Regions from separate parts of the Mus musculus genome. Here regions 1 and 3 are each linked to region 2. A link is a contact called in public HiCAR-type and promoter capture Hi-C data. All regions are on one chromosome and are shown on one strand. The core of a region is the stretch at or near the end of the contact, and the rest is flanking DNA. Distances in the headings are between cores, read along the strand shown. Region 1 holds the start of Rbm34 (RNA binding motif protein 34). Region 2 holds the start of 2810004N23Rik (RIKEN cDNA 2810004N23 gene). Region 3 holds the start of Banp (BTG3 associated nuclear protein).

What was found. Promoter capture Hi-C pulls out the DNA fragments that hold promoters and counts their contacts. HiCAR-type assays count read pairs that join an accessible place to other places.
Region 1: a contact with region 2 is called in a HiCAR-type map of astrocytes, with 5 times the contacts expected there. The contact joins the promoter of Rbm34 here to the promoter of 2810004N23Rik in region 2. A contact is called at or near these places in 2 of 484 Hi-C or Micro-C datasets (both in the G1E-ER4 cell line) and 1 of 115 datasets of contacts at active chromatin or transcription factors (astrocytes).
Region 3: a contact with region 2 is called in a promoter capture Hi-C map of embryonic stem cells, with 3 times the contacts expected there. The contact joins the promoter of Banp here to the promoter of 2810004N23Rik in region 2. A contact is called at or near these places in 3 of 39 promoter capture datasets (embryonic stem cells, liver and pre-B cells).

Annotation. Positions count from the first base shown.
Region 1 is chr8:126,968,770-126,973,184 of GRCm38.p6, reverse strand. It overlaps Rbm34 (RNA binding motif protein 34), which reads left to right and starts at 2,136. Exons shown (of 11, transcript NM_172762.3): 1 at 2,136-2,195; 2 at 2,276-2,447; 3 at 3,057-3,202. The coding sequence starts at 2,146.
Region 2 is chr8:124,861,026-124,865,024 of GRCm38.p6, reverse strand. It overlaps 2810004N23Rik (RIKEN cDNA 2810004N23 gene), which reads left to right and starts at 1,996. Exons shown (of 7, transcript NM_025615.2): 1 at 1,996-2,140; 2 at 3,754-3,999. The coding sequence starts at 2,053. It overlaps Gnpat (glyceronephosphate O-acyltransferase), which reads right to left and starts at 1,992. Exons shown (of 16, transcript NM_010322.3): 1 at 1,713-1,992. The coding sequence starts at 1,787.
Region 3 is chr8:121,947,922-121,952,083 of GRCm38.p6, reverse strand. It overlaps Banp (BTG3 associated nuclear protein), which reads right to left and starts at 1,592. Exons shown (of 14, transcript NM_016812.4): 1 at 1,436-1,592. Gm27011 (predicted gene, 27011) reads left to right here and starts at 1,439. Exons shown (of 1, transcript NR_169031.1): 1 at 1,439-2,406.

The DNA.
Region 1 (4,415 bases), core at 887-3,386, 2.1 Mb before region 2:
TTACACCTTTCCCTCTTCTTTCTCCTCTCCTTTTGCCTTTTCCTTCCCTTCCCTTACCCTCTCCTCCCCTTAAAAAAACAAAACAAAAAATAAAAAACAAAAAACTGTTGTGGTCCTTGTCAGCTTTACAGGTAACTCCATTTTCCCAAGGCCAGCCTGGTCTACAGAGTGAGTTCCAGGACAGCCAGGGCTACACAGAGAAACCCTGTCTCAACCCCCTCCCGCCAAAAAAAAAAGTTTCTGGGCATGTCAGCTGATTCAGACTCCTGTAGAGTTTTGCTAAGACAGACTCACAAGGTGTTTTGCTGAGGCAAGACCTATGGGAGGACACATAATGTTTACAGGGATGATGACGAGGGTGGTGGTGGTTTGCATAGCTAGTTTTGCAACACTTCTTTGGTCTCAAGTCTTAGGTAATCTTCACTTCATTGAAGTGTCTATTTCCACCTCTGCAACCATACTGTAACCCCTACTGATGCAGGATACAGGCTGCCCCCAGAGAATGATTGGAGGGCTTATACCTGGAGACTCACTCCATGCATTTATGGCCTGGTTGTAAATACGACTGAGGATTTTTATGTCTTCAACCAGCTAGCACCTCCAATCAATCAAGTTAAATGTGGCCATTTCTGCTGTGTTACTAGGTTCTCTTCCTTAACATAGGGCTGGCTGGAGCTGCTAGTGCAGGGGCCTCGGAAACCTCTCAAGGGTTAGAGTTGGCCCATTACTGAAAGGGAGGAATGAGAAGCCTAGGCTGACTCCGTGACAGACTTCAAATAGGAGTTTAGGAGACCAGGCCTAAAAACTGGGCAAGTCCAGACAAGTCAATTACTAACAGGAAAAAGCCCAGGCTCCAGCTTTCATGCCCAGGTAATGGAATGTCCCAGCCACCTGGCCTGAAGCAAGCACAATGGGTCAGCAGCAGTTTCCAGAGTTCCTCAGTAACAGTTCCCAGACCTCCCCAGCAAGTTTCCAGCCCCCACATCCCAGTAATGGAATGTCAGTATCCCTAGAGATAGACCCAACATATTAACATAGAGGTCACCTACCCCAGCATTCCCTAATGTGCTTTAAATCTGGCCTGCAAGCTCACTTGGGTGTCTCTCTATCTTGGTAACTGGGGAGATCCCAACATGCTGGACTTCCTGCAGGCAAAAGAGGCTACGACCGCATATCCCAGAATAGCCTCAAAATCATGGCCAAGCTCTACCTAGGCCCTAGAGAACAGGGATTACAAATATAAGCCACTATTAAAAAAAAATCTAAGTATGAATTTACTTAAAGAATGACGGGAGGTGGGGAGGGGGCTGGTGAGATGGCTCAGTGGATAAGAGCACTGACTGCTCTTCCTCAGAAGGTCTTGAGTTCAAATCCCAGGAACCACATGGTGGCTCACATCCATCCATAATGAGATCTGACACCCTCTTCTGGTGTGTCTGAAGACAGCTACAATGTACTTATGTATAATAATAAATAAATATAAAAATAAATGACAGGGCGGCTTTGAAGACGGAATAGTACAAGGATGTGACCAGTTAAACTGTGATCCCAAATACTTGTTTTCTGCCGACTTTGAAACGTCAAACTTCGGGAAAGGTGTACCCTTCCCCGACTGCTAAGACACATCCCTGTAGCCCCATTTCTCTTGGAAACCTCCTTCCTTAATGAGCTGTGGCCGACAGCCTTCCCTAAGCCTGGGGGGCGGGGGGGCTTGTTTTATTTGAGACGAGGTAGCTATGCTGGAGCCATGTGGTTTTAGCCGGTCCTGGAAATCGAGGTAATCCGGCTACTTCGAGCCCCAAATTCTGGGATTAAAGACCTAAGCCACTATGTCAGGTTTTAGCTGACCCTCGTACTAACACGAGGCCTCAGCTACTCGTGAGACTTGCTGCACTCCCTCAGCCTAGGTTTCCCTGAGACGCCTGCGGACTGCAAAACCATTAGTATTAAGCATAGCGCGGCTCCTGCGCAGCCACGGGCTGAATGGGGAGAGGGGGTGTGGTCCTGAGCGGAAGAGCTCAGCCTTAGAACGGAAGTAGTCGGAACCCGGAGGCTGCCGGAACCCGGAACCAGAGGGAACGCATGACTAGTCGGATCCCAGAAGCGCGGACCTAGGACTTCCATCCCGGAAGCTCAGTTTTCAGCATGGCTCTGGGAGGGGAGGAACGCAAGAGAAGGAAGGGCTCGGAGCGGAGGTGAGTGGCGGCGGGCGTTGGTGTGGATGGGTTGGCGGTGAGTGGCGCGGCGTGGCTGAAGAGTGCTCTTGTGTTTGCAGACAGAGCTCTGGAGACGGCGTGAGCTGTGCGGCCAGCGACTACCTGGTGGGACAGGTCGCCGACAGCTTGCGGGGCGGCCCGCGGCCTCCTGGAGGCGGGACGGGGCGGCTGGCCGCTCTCTTCAGCACCGCGGAGCCATCGGCTCCTCCTGTATTTGTGCCTGTGCCCCAGGTGAGTCGCCGGGCTGCACCCTGAGTATCCCGGTAGAGAGAGATGTAGAGGGTCACTCTCCTGACAGCAGTGACTGTCTGGTCCTTTGAGCAGGGCTAGCGCTTCACCCTCAGCCTATTTGATTGGCAGGGTCACCTGTAGACCGTGTAAGCCTCAAATTTCAGTTATGTATCCGAGGATGAACTAAACTCCTGATCCTTCTCCAGCCTTGAGTTCTGAGATTACAGAGTCGCTCCCACCATGTCCGACTTGACTTTTTTATTTTGAGACAGGATCACACTAGTTGCGCACGCTTAGAATACACGGTAACCCAGATTCTATATTCCTGCCTCACCTTTCCACTGAATGGCTGGTGCTGCAAGAATATTCTGCTTCTCTCCGTAACCCGTGAAGAAGTATCCATGTAGAAAGGCACATCGGAGTACTGCTCAGGGACTTGGAGACGGAGGGACTTTGCTATGTAGCTCTGGCTGGCCTGGCACAGTTCCTCCTGCCTCTATTCCTGAATACTGGAATTACAGATATAAGCCACAACACACAGCTTTAGGGTCAGGATTTTTTTTTTTTTTAAAGTTTGAGGTTTTAAATATGACTTCAAACTTTTGAAAGGAAACATCTAAAAAAAGAAAACTTGATGATGATGATGATGATGAAGAAGAGAGTGTGTCCCAAACTAAAAAGCCAGTTTTGCAAGAGCCTTCGAGAAAAGTGAAAGTGAAGAAACTCTCTGATGCAGACAAAAGACTGGCAAACAGGTTGGTAGAAATCTCCTTTTTGCTATATTAAATACCTCAGGCAGTTTTTTTTTTTTTTTTTTTAATGTTCATCTTAATTTTTTTCACTGCATATTCTGAAATTTAAAAAATACATTATACAAAGTCTCATACAGGGTTAAAAGATACAAGAAAGCCATTTATCCTAAGCGAACAGATACTGGTAGATCAGCTTTTTAGGTCTTTGTGTCCATCACTGCTTCTTGATTCTGAGCCAGCCTTGTTAGGACTTTAACCCCTTCTCTGTTTTCTGAGTTGGGATTTCTGAGTTAGTGTGTCTGTCAAATGTGAATTTGGTTTTCATAGGAACCAAATTTCCCTTACTAACTTAAAATTCCTTTTACATAATATTTGAGTTAGTATCCAAACAGATACACTACTTTTCTATTGAGTGTTCCTCATTCTTTCTTGGAGACTTCTTGCATCCCAGGTGGACCTTAAACTCACTCTGCAACCTAAGCTGTACTTCAGCTTCCACAAACCCTTGGCTCTCAATTCCTTCTCGCTGCTTCAAGCCTATTTTCTTTTCCCATTTTTACACTCTCCTCTTTCAGTAAAACCTTCAGTAGTTATTACGTTTGTTGTCTGCATGTGTGTCAGTGCATTCCTGTCAAGGTGGCCTGTGGAAGGACCAGCTCCTAGGAGTCCATTCGCTGTCTGGCTGCAGGACAGGTGCCTTTGCCTGCTGAGCCACTACACTAGTTCCCCACCACCCTCACACCCTCTGAGGACTGTGCGCTGCTTCCACTCGGTGACTGCTTTCTCGAAGCTTTACATTCCAAGCTTTCTGTTCCCTTCTCTGTTTTGTCTCTGAATTAAGATGAACACCTTTCCTGAGCTTGCAATTAGGAAACGGCTTCTTCTTGGAGTTCTTGTCAGTCACCTCGCAGCAGTTCTTCATGGGCACTGCTGTGTGTCGGCCCTGAGCATTAGACCTGTTCCGTCTTTTTGATTGCCTGTATCTGCACCTGTACATTTCTTGTTTACCTTAAGATAGTGCTCCTTGAGGCTAGAGGTGTGCCTCACTTGGTGGAGTGTTCCTTGTCTAAACCGTGCATGGTAACATATACTTGCAGTCTCCCAGCACTTGGAAGGTGGTGGTTCTTGGATCGGACACTCAGAGTTATCCTACACCATATATAGTGAGTTTGAAGCCAGCCTAGGTTGCATGCCACCTTCCTTAAATCAAAACCCA
Region 2 (3,999 bases), core at 747-3,246:
GGGGAAAAAAAAAAAAAAGAAAGCTGCTGTCCAGCCTCCAAAGTGGAAATGTTCATGACCAGTCACCTTACTTATTCACAGAAAGCTGATAACAATTTCATCATAAAAAAAAAAAAAAACCAACTCCTTTCATAAACACGTACAAGGAAAGTTCCAATCAACGCACAAACCCACTTAAAGGCCAAGAAGCTGGAGTTAGAGCTATCAGAACACTCTTCTTTTCCAATGTGCCTGCTTTAGAATAACAGGCTAAAGATGGTGAAGTCAATGACAGAGGTTCCAGCCATAGGCTTTAAGGCTACAGTTCAGATTAATCATAAATCTAAATTTTTTTATGGAACTTAAGAAGTTTGCCCACATTCCAAAAGTAGTTGTGCTAACCAAACCAAACCAAAAGCTGGGCAGTGGTAGTGTATGCCTTTAATCCCAGTACTTTGGAGGCAGAGGCAGAGGCAGGGGCAGGCGATTTCCGAGTTCGAGGCCAGCCTGGTCTACAGAGTGAGTTCCAGGACAGCCAGGGCTACACAGAGAAACCCTGTCTCAAAAAACCAAAAAGAAAAAAAAAAAAAAGAAAGAAAGAAAAGGAAAGGAAAGGAAAGGAAAGGAAAGGAAAGAAAAGAAAATGGTGTTAACTACTGGCATAGCATGGAAATACCCTTTGAAAGGCACTTTTGTCAAGAGTGGTGGTGTAGACTATAATCCTAGCTCTCTGGAGGTGAGGGCATGAGGAATGCAAGATCCAGAAAGCCTGGGGCTTCACAGCTAGTGCCAAAGCCAGAGAACAAACCAAGAAAATCTTGTTTCAAAAATAATTAATTAAGATTTTTTTTAACTCTCCCCCGAGGATGGAGAGATGGCACAAGGGTTAAGGGTCATTCCTTCAGCAACCACATTGGGGCAGCTCACAATCTGTAACTCAATTCCCAGAGCTGGCCTCTGATGCACCAGACACCTCGTGGTGCACATACACACATGCAGGTACACTCATACACATAAAAATAAGCAAATTCTCACCCCACCCCACCCGTAATTGTGCAAACCCACGGAGTGAAAGCACACGAAGTCTCCACCTTGATAATTGCTCGTGAATATTGTAAGTGACCAACACTCTGTTGGAAACCAAACGGGGCAAACCACCAGTTAAAACTAGAAGAGGAAGGAAGTGGGGGGCGGAAGGGGGTAGTGTAGAAGGTAAGTTGGACAGAAAACAGTGGCAATGGGTATCCTACTCAGAAACTTGTGCAAACATAACGAATAGAAGACAGTAATTTCCTGAGGTTCCAAGTAAGAGTTAAAAAAAAAAACTCTACGCGCATATTGTAGCCGAATATTTTTCTCTCTCAGGAATACTTAAGGTAGAGGGCTGGGGAGAAGGCGGGAGGTGGAGACCCAAAAGTCTTCTCGGGCTAGGTCAGGACTAAGATTACTACTCAACAGGCAGAACTCTAATGCTCCCCTCATGTTGTGTGCGGGGGCTCCCGGCCTGACGGGGAGAAGGGACAGAGGGACCGCCATCGATACAAACTTGTAAAAGCAGACGCGTTAACCGAGGCGCAGACACATGGTTGCCGTGGATACCAAGCCACGTACCCAACTGGGTTAGGACCCGCTCTTTAAGACAAGCAAGGGTCGTGGGCTGGGGACATAGGGATCGGGGAGGGACTGTCCTTCCCGCGACGTTGCCCTGGGCCTTGGTCCTCCCAGGCGCCTACCGCATAGAGGAGCACACTGCTAGGGCTGGCCGAGCCGACCGAGAATCGGGAGCTGGAGGAGCTAGGAACGTCCATGGCGCGGCTGCCGTCCCTGGCGGGGCCTGGGCTGGTCTGCTACACGGCTGTAGTGCAGCCGCTGGGGGCGGTTCTTTCGCACGGGGCGGCTCCCGTCTGCCCAGGACAGTGGCACTCCGTACGGCCACTGCACGGGACCCCGGGCACCGCCATCTTAACCAGGCCCGAGGCCGCGCAGGGACCGTGACGCACGCGCAGAAGCCGCGCCGGAAGCGGAAGTGGTGGGCACTGGGCGGGATCTGGGGGGGTCTCCGTGCTGATTCCCATGGCGGCGGAGCACGATTCGGACTCCGTTGAGCCTCCTGGTTCGGAGGCACTCCTGGACGCCGTTCTGCGGACCCTCTACGACCTGGGTGAGCGTAGCTCCTGGGAGGAGGCGGCCAAAGACAGTGAAACGCATCCCGAGGCGGCGGGACCACGGCCCACGTGGTCTCCTGGAGCCATGTCCGCAAGCGCTACCCTCTCCGGGACCTTCTCCCCCACTTGTTGGCCGACCTTTTGCTCTCCTTCTCACTGTGCAGGAAAATAAAATCAGAGATGGTTACTAAAGGCAGGCCACTCGCAGAAGGACAGGCACTGGCAGGCAGAAGAGCTCACGTTGATTGCCTGACTTTTAGAACCAGACACGTAACAAACGCTGTATTGTTTTTATTTTGGAGCGGTTGCTCAAAATTCCAAGCTCACTTACACGATTAAAAAGCAAAAGCAAGCTGAGAACTTGGAAGAACGTACCAGGTGTACATGTACATGCATTTTTGTGTGTTTCCCTCATTAACTGTCAGAGCAACCCATATATGTACACACATCTTCATAAAGGTCCTCCTTAAGAGCTCGAGTCTCAAGGTCTAGGGCCTGATGTCACATTCTGCGCTGTGTTAGGTTCTTTGTGTCCACCGACAACACTTGGCCTCCGACTTTCACAAGTTTGTTTGTTTGGGTTTTTTTTTTTTTTTTCTTTTTGGTTTTTCAAGACAGGGTTTCTCTGTGTAGCCCTGGCTGTCCTGGAACTCACTCTGTAGACCAGGCTGGCCTCGAACTCAGAAATCCGCCTGCCTCTGTCTCCCAAGTGCTGGGATTAAAGTCGTGCGCCGCCGCCACCACCACCACCTGGCTGACTTTCACAAGTTTTAAGACTAATTTTTAAAATCCTAGATACAGTTGATATTCACACATGCAGGAATTCATTACGGTAGTTACTTCCCAGCTACCTGGACTTTACCTATTCATTTTTATATCTATACTGGCAGAGTTACATTGGCCACAAGTACACAGCTAGTATTCAGAAAGCTCCTGGGCCCATACTGTAGGTCAGTACTGAGGCTTAGACGCCTGATTGAAATTTCAGATCACTGTTGAGAGTCTGAGCAGAAGAAACAAACTGAAGATGAGAAATAGAGTAGAAAGTAAAGGTATTCAAATTAAAGCAATTAAAGTTTAGCTGGATTCCCTTTAAATCCAAAACCGAAGGAAAACAAGAAGAACCCGGACATGTACCTGTAACCCTGCAGTGTGGTAAAAAGACATGCTAGTATAGAGGCAAATGCTTTTAACATGGTCCTGGGAACTATGACGTTGATGGCACCGGGTGTGAGGACTAGCGTAATTGTATTACTAAGGGTCAGAGGTGTATGCAGCTATCTGGGAAGGAAGGCAGGATTTTGATTTCTGAAAGTGTTGCCTGTGTTTGTGGTTTCCGGTTACTTTATTTATTTATGTATGTGCGGGTGTGTGTCAACCCCGCCATATGCAGTGAGAAAACACCTCCCACAGGAGTGAGTTCTCTCCTTCCACCGTGTGGGTCCTGGAGATCATGAAGTCATGAGACCTGGCCCTAAGCACTTCGTTTCTTTGTGTACATGAGTGGATGCCTGTGTCTGGGCCCCATGCAAAGTGGCATTCCTTCAGTATTGGCATTAATTAAAACTAAGATGATTTTTAATTTTTTTTTTAATGTTGAAATGAACAGGAGAGACGGAAGGTGAAACAGAGCAGAAAAGGATCCGAAAGAAGAAAGCAAAGAAGAGAGACTCAGAGACTATAGAAGATGTGGCAGTAGAGCCGCTTCCCCTGCCTGGATCTCCTGTACGAGGCCAGAAGAAGAGTGCTTCCAGCTTTTTCCAGAAGCTCAGAGAAGAACTGCAGTCTGCTCCCGCTGCCCCTTCAGAAGTCCCTGTCACTACTGCAGTCTCCCTCTCTCCCCCAAAGAACGGCA
Region 3 (4,162 bases), core at 343-2,842, 2.9 Mb after region 2:
AATTTTTTTTTGTTTGTTTCGTTTTTCAAGACAAGGTTTCTCTGTGTAGTTCTGGCTGTCCTAGAACTCACTCTGTAGAGCAGGATGGTGTCAGACTTAAGAGATCCGCCTGCCTCTGCCTCCCAAGTGCTGGGGCTAGAGGTGTGTACCTCTCTATGCCCTGCTCAGAAACTACAATTCTGATGGTGGATTCGCCGGCCCCCTCCCCGAGATAGGGGAGGTTGCCTATGTAAACACTATGTAAACGAGGTTGCCTCAAACTGGCAAAGATCCACCTGCCTCTGTCTCCTAAGTGCTTGGAATTAAAAGTCCTGCGCCACTGGGGTGAAAGATAAACTGAAGTTCTTTCCTGGAATGAAAATCAAAAAGGAATAGAAAGATAAAGAAACTCAAGTAGTGTGCCCAAATGGGGCGGGGGTGGGGGGGAGGGCGACAAACTCTCTAACGACTTTAAGAAAGGCTCTTGGGACAATCTCCCAGCGCTCGAGGACACGCCTACCGAGCATACCTGCGAAGGGCAGACCTGTTCCAATGCCAAGAAGACCTTAGGCCGGTCCAGGGAGGAAACAGTTACCAGAAAGGAAGTCCTTGGCAGAGGCTCCCTGGGGACTCAAGAAGAAAGCTGACTGAAACACTGCGTCCTGAGCTGACCAGGCGTGCAGCGAAAGAAAGACCTCGGGACCTACCTGCACCCGCCTAAAGCGTCCCCAACCCAGATTAGAAGAAAGGCAGAGAGGAGGTAGAGGGAAGCCGGAGGTTCCACACTATCTCCGAGAAGTTACAATGTCACCAGGAGCAGAGAAACAAAGGCCACCACAAGTAACAAGGAAAAAAAAGAGCCAGGCTGTGCGGGACGGGGACGTGACGCTAGGTGGGGAAGCGAGCACCAGTCTCGGCCCCGATGTCAACAGAGAGCAGAGCAGAGGCGGGCGGACGCGCCAACCAGGGCGAAGTCACCCGGTTACCGGGGCATAGCGCCAACAACGGCCGGGAGATGGGGCCACCTAGGCGGCGGGGCGGCGCGCGGGGCCCGGGCGCAGCGCGCGAGGCTCAGTCCTGAGAGACTTGGGCGGCCGAGCCAGGGCCACAGCGCCCGCGCGCCGAGCCCGTGACAGGAGCGCCGGGCGCGGGCCCGGGAGGCGCCGAGGCCCCGGAGCCGAACGCACGCGAGCACGGCCGCCGGGCCTCGGCCGCTCGCCCGCTCGCTCGCTCGCTTCCCGGGTCCCGCAGCCCCGGCGGGTGGAGGCGCGGAGGCGACGCGCGGACATCCCGCGGCCCGCCGGCCCCCGCCCAGCCCGGCGTGCGGCCCCGTGGCCGTTGGCGACGGTTGGCGGCGGGGCGGGGCGGGGGCGGCCGGAGATCTCGCTCTCGCTCTCGCTCTCGCCCCGCGGGAAGGGGGAGTGGAGGCGCGACCGGCTGCGGGAGCTGCAATTACCGTGTGGGCTGCGGAATTCTCGTGGTGTTTGTCGGGGAGCTGCGATAATGGCGTCCGTCCTCGCGAGAGAAGCAGCCGCTCTGCGCAGGCGCCGCGAGCGCCTCCCCACGGCCTGCGCCCCGCCCTCAGCGCAGGCTCCCTGGGCTCCCGGCTCAAGGGCGGGGCCGGTCGGGAAGGGGGCGGGGCCTGCTCTGGGCGCCTCTGGCGCGCGCTTTCGCCGACGGACTCCAACGAGCATGCGCAGTTGTCCTCCCCTGCTCCGAGAGTTGACTCGCTGGGCCCTTACTTCCCCATCTCACGTCCATGTTACTTGCTAAAGCAGTAAATCCTCCAGTGTTCAATCTGAGGAATGTACGTCCTCTTTGATGGGTGTGAACACACTAACGCTGCCCTGACGACTACAAATCCCAGTGTGCGCTGTGTGTGGCACGATGCGTCCTGGGACTGGTAGTCTCTGCGGCCATGATTTGCCTGCTGGGATTTGTAGTCCATCCGGATTCTGGCTGCCCCATGCCTTCCCTGCCCTGAGGGCTGCTGGGACTTGTAGTGTCAGCGGCTCAAATGGGCTGTACGCTCCCAAACCCGTCCTACCTACTCTACCTGGCATCGGTCTCAGACGTTCCGGGCTCGTTCAGTGGCATTGTCTGGAAAGTTGCCTGACTTCCTTATGGACAAGCTGGTCGTGGGGACACTGTCACTGTGATAGAGATTATATGTGACATGCTTACGTATCATGCAATAGGAGCTATGCAGCATCGATGTGCATTTGTTGCCAGAAATGCCACTAATGGTTCTCTGCACCTGGTCTGTCGTCAGTGTTCCTTTCCAGGCTGTCCCCTTCTGCATGTTCGCAGTGAGCAATCCTACAAACCGGGATTACAGGAGTTATTTTCACTTAGAAAACTAAACAAAACAAAAACCTGTTTCCTGCCCGTTCCCCTGTGCCGATAATAAAGCCATGACTCAGTGCAGCTACCAGCTGGGCAACCTTGGGACAGCCCTTCTAAACCACTGTGCTCTGTCTGGGGTTTGATCCTGTGCCACTTTACCTCAGGATTGTCTTGAAGATTTCAACCTAGAACTGTGCTGTTAAAATGAGACCTGCTGGGCAGTGGTGGCGCACACCTTTAATCCCAGCACTTGGAAGGTAAAGGCAGCCAGATTTCTGAGTTCGAGCCAGCCCAATCTACAGAGTGAGTTCCAGGACAGCCAGAGTTATACAGAGAAGCCCTGTCTCATTTGGGGAAAAAAAAAAAAAAAAAAAAAAAAGCACTGACTGCTCTTCCAGAGGTCCTGAGTTCAAACCCCAGGAACTACATGATGGCTCACAACCATCTGTAATGGGAACCCAATGCCCTCTTCTGGTGTGTCTGAAGACAGTGACAGTGTACCCACATACATGAAATAAATAAATAAATCTTTAAAATAAAAAGAAAGAAAGCTAAGCCCAGAGGAACTACGAGGAACTTGGCCAGAAACTCTTAGAGAGTTGTACTATCTCCTCCCACCGCCCCTCAATTGGGCCCAGATTTTAAAACTGTAGTTGTGAGAGTTCTGAACATGAATGCCTGACCGCACGGAAAAACAGAGTAATGGTGACGTCATCCCCAGCATGTCACCCTAACATCCCCCTTAACCTCCCTTTCACCCCTGGCGTTGCCGTCTCCTCCATCCCAGGACTTCAAATGTATTTAGTGCAACCATCAAGCAGATGAGTGGATGGTGGGGAAAGGGTGGGTTGGCACCAGTAGGCAGCAATGAAGGGCTGAATGAGAGTCCGAGTGCTAATACAGTTTAGATCTCAACCAGAGAGTACACTAATCAGAGCCAGAGTTCAGAACCGGGAGGCTGATGTGTGCGCATGCGTGCAACATGCATGTCCCTCGGCAGCTGCCCACCTTGAATTTTAAACCACAGTCTCTCAATGGGACCTGCAGCTTGCAGGGTAGGTGAGACTGACTGTCCAGTGAGCCCCAGTGATCCACTTGTCTCCGCTTCCCCAGCTCTGGGATCACAAGCCCACCCCACCACGGGTGGCACCATTGATTTGTGCCTTCTGGGGCTCAACTTTAGTTCCGCGTGCCTACAGGACATGCACTTTGCCAAGCCTGCCATTTCCCAACCCTCTTTGTTTTGATGCCCTGGATTGTTAAAGCTATGTTCATTTACTCTGTGTGCATGCTGTGGGGGTTGTTGGAGTACCGTGGCACCCCGTGGACATGACAGAGAGTCAGTTCTCACCTTCCACCACCCGGGTCCCATGGGTCAAACCCACTGAGGCAGAGCTGAGAGTTCTACATCTTCATCCGAAAGCTACTAGCTGAAGACTGACTTCCAGGCTGCCAGGATGAGGGTCTTAAAGCCCACACGCACTTTGGCAAAATCTACTCCAACAGGGCCACACCTCCTAATAGTGCCATTCCGTGGGCCAAGCATATGCAAACCATCACACCCAGGTAGTCTGGCAGGCTCTCCTTTGGAGACAACGTTTTGTCCGGGAGCCCAGGCTGACCTTAAGCTTCCTGCCTCCGATTTCCCCAGTAACTGGGATGACCCGCTTGAACAAGCAGGCGTGTTCCTCAGTTTTCCTTTCGGGAGTTGCTGCTGCTCTCCGATCTCCGCCCTCTCTCCCCCAGGAGCAGCCCTGGCTTGTCAGAGCTCCACGACACAGGGAGAGGGCTTAAGCTCTTGGCAGAGCTCCAGAGCGGGAAGTGAGCAGCCCAACCC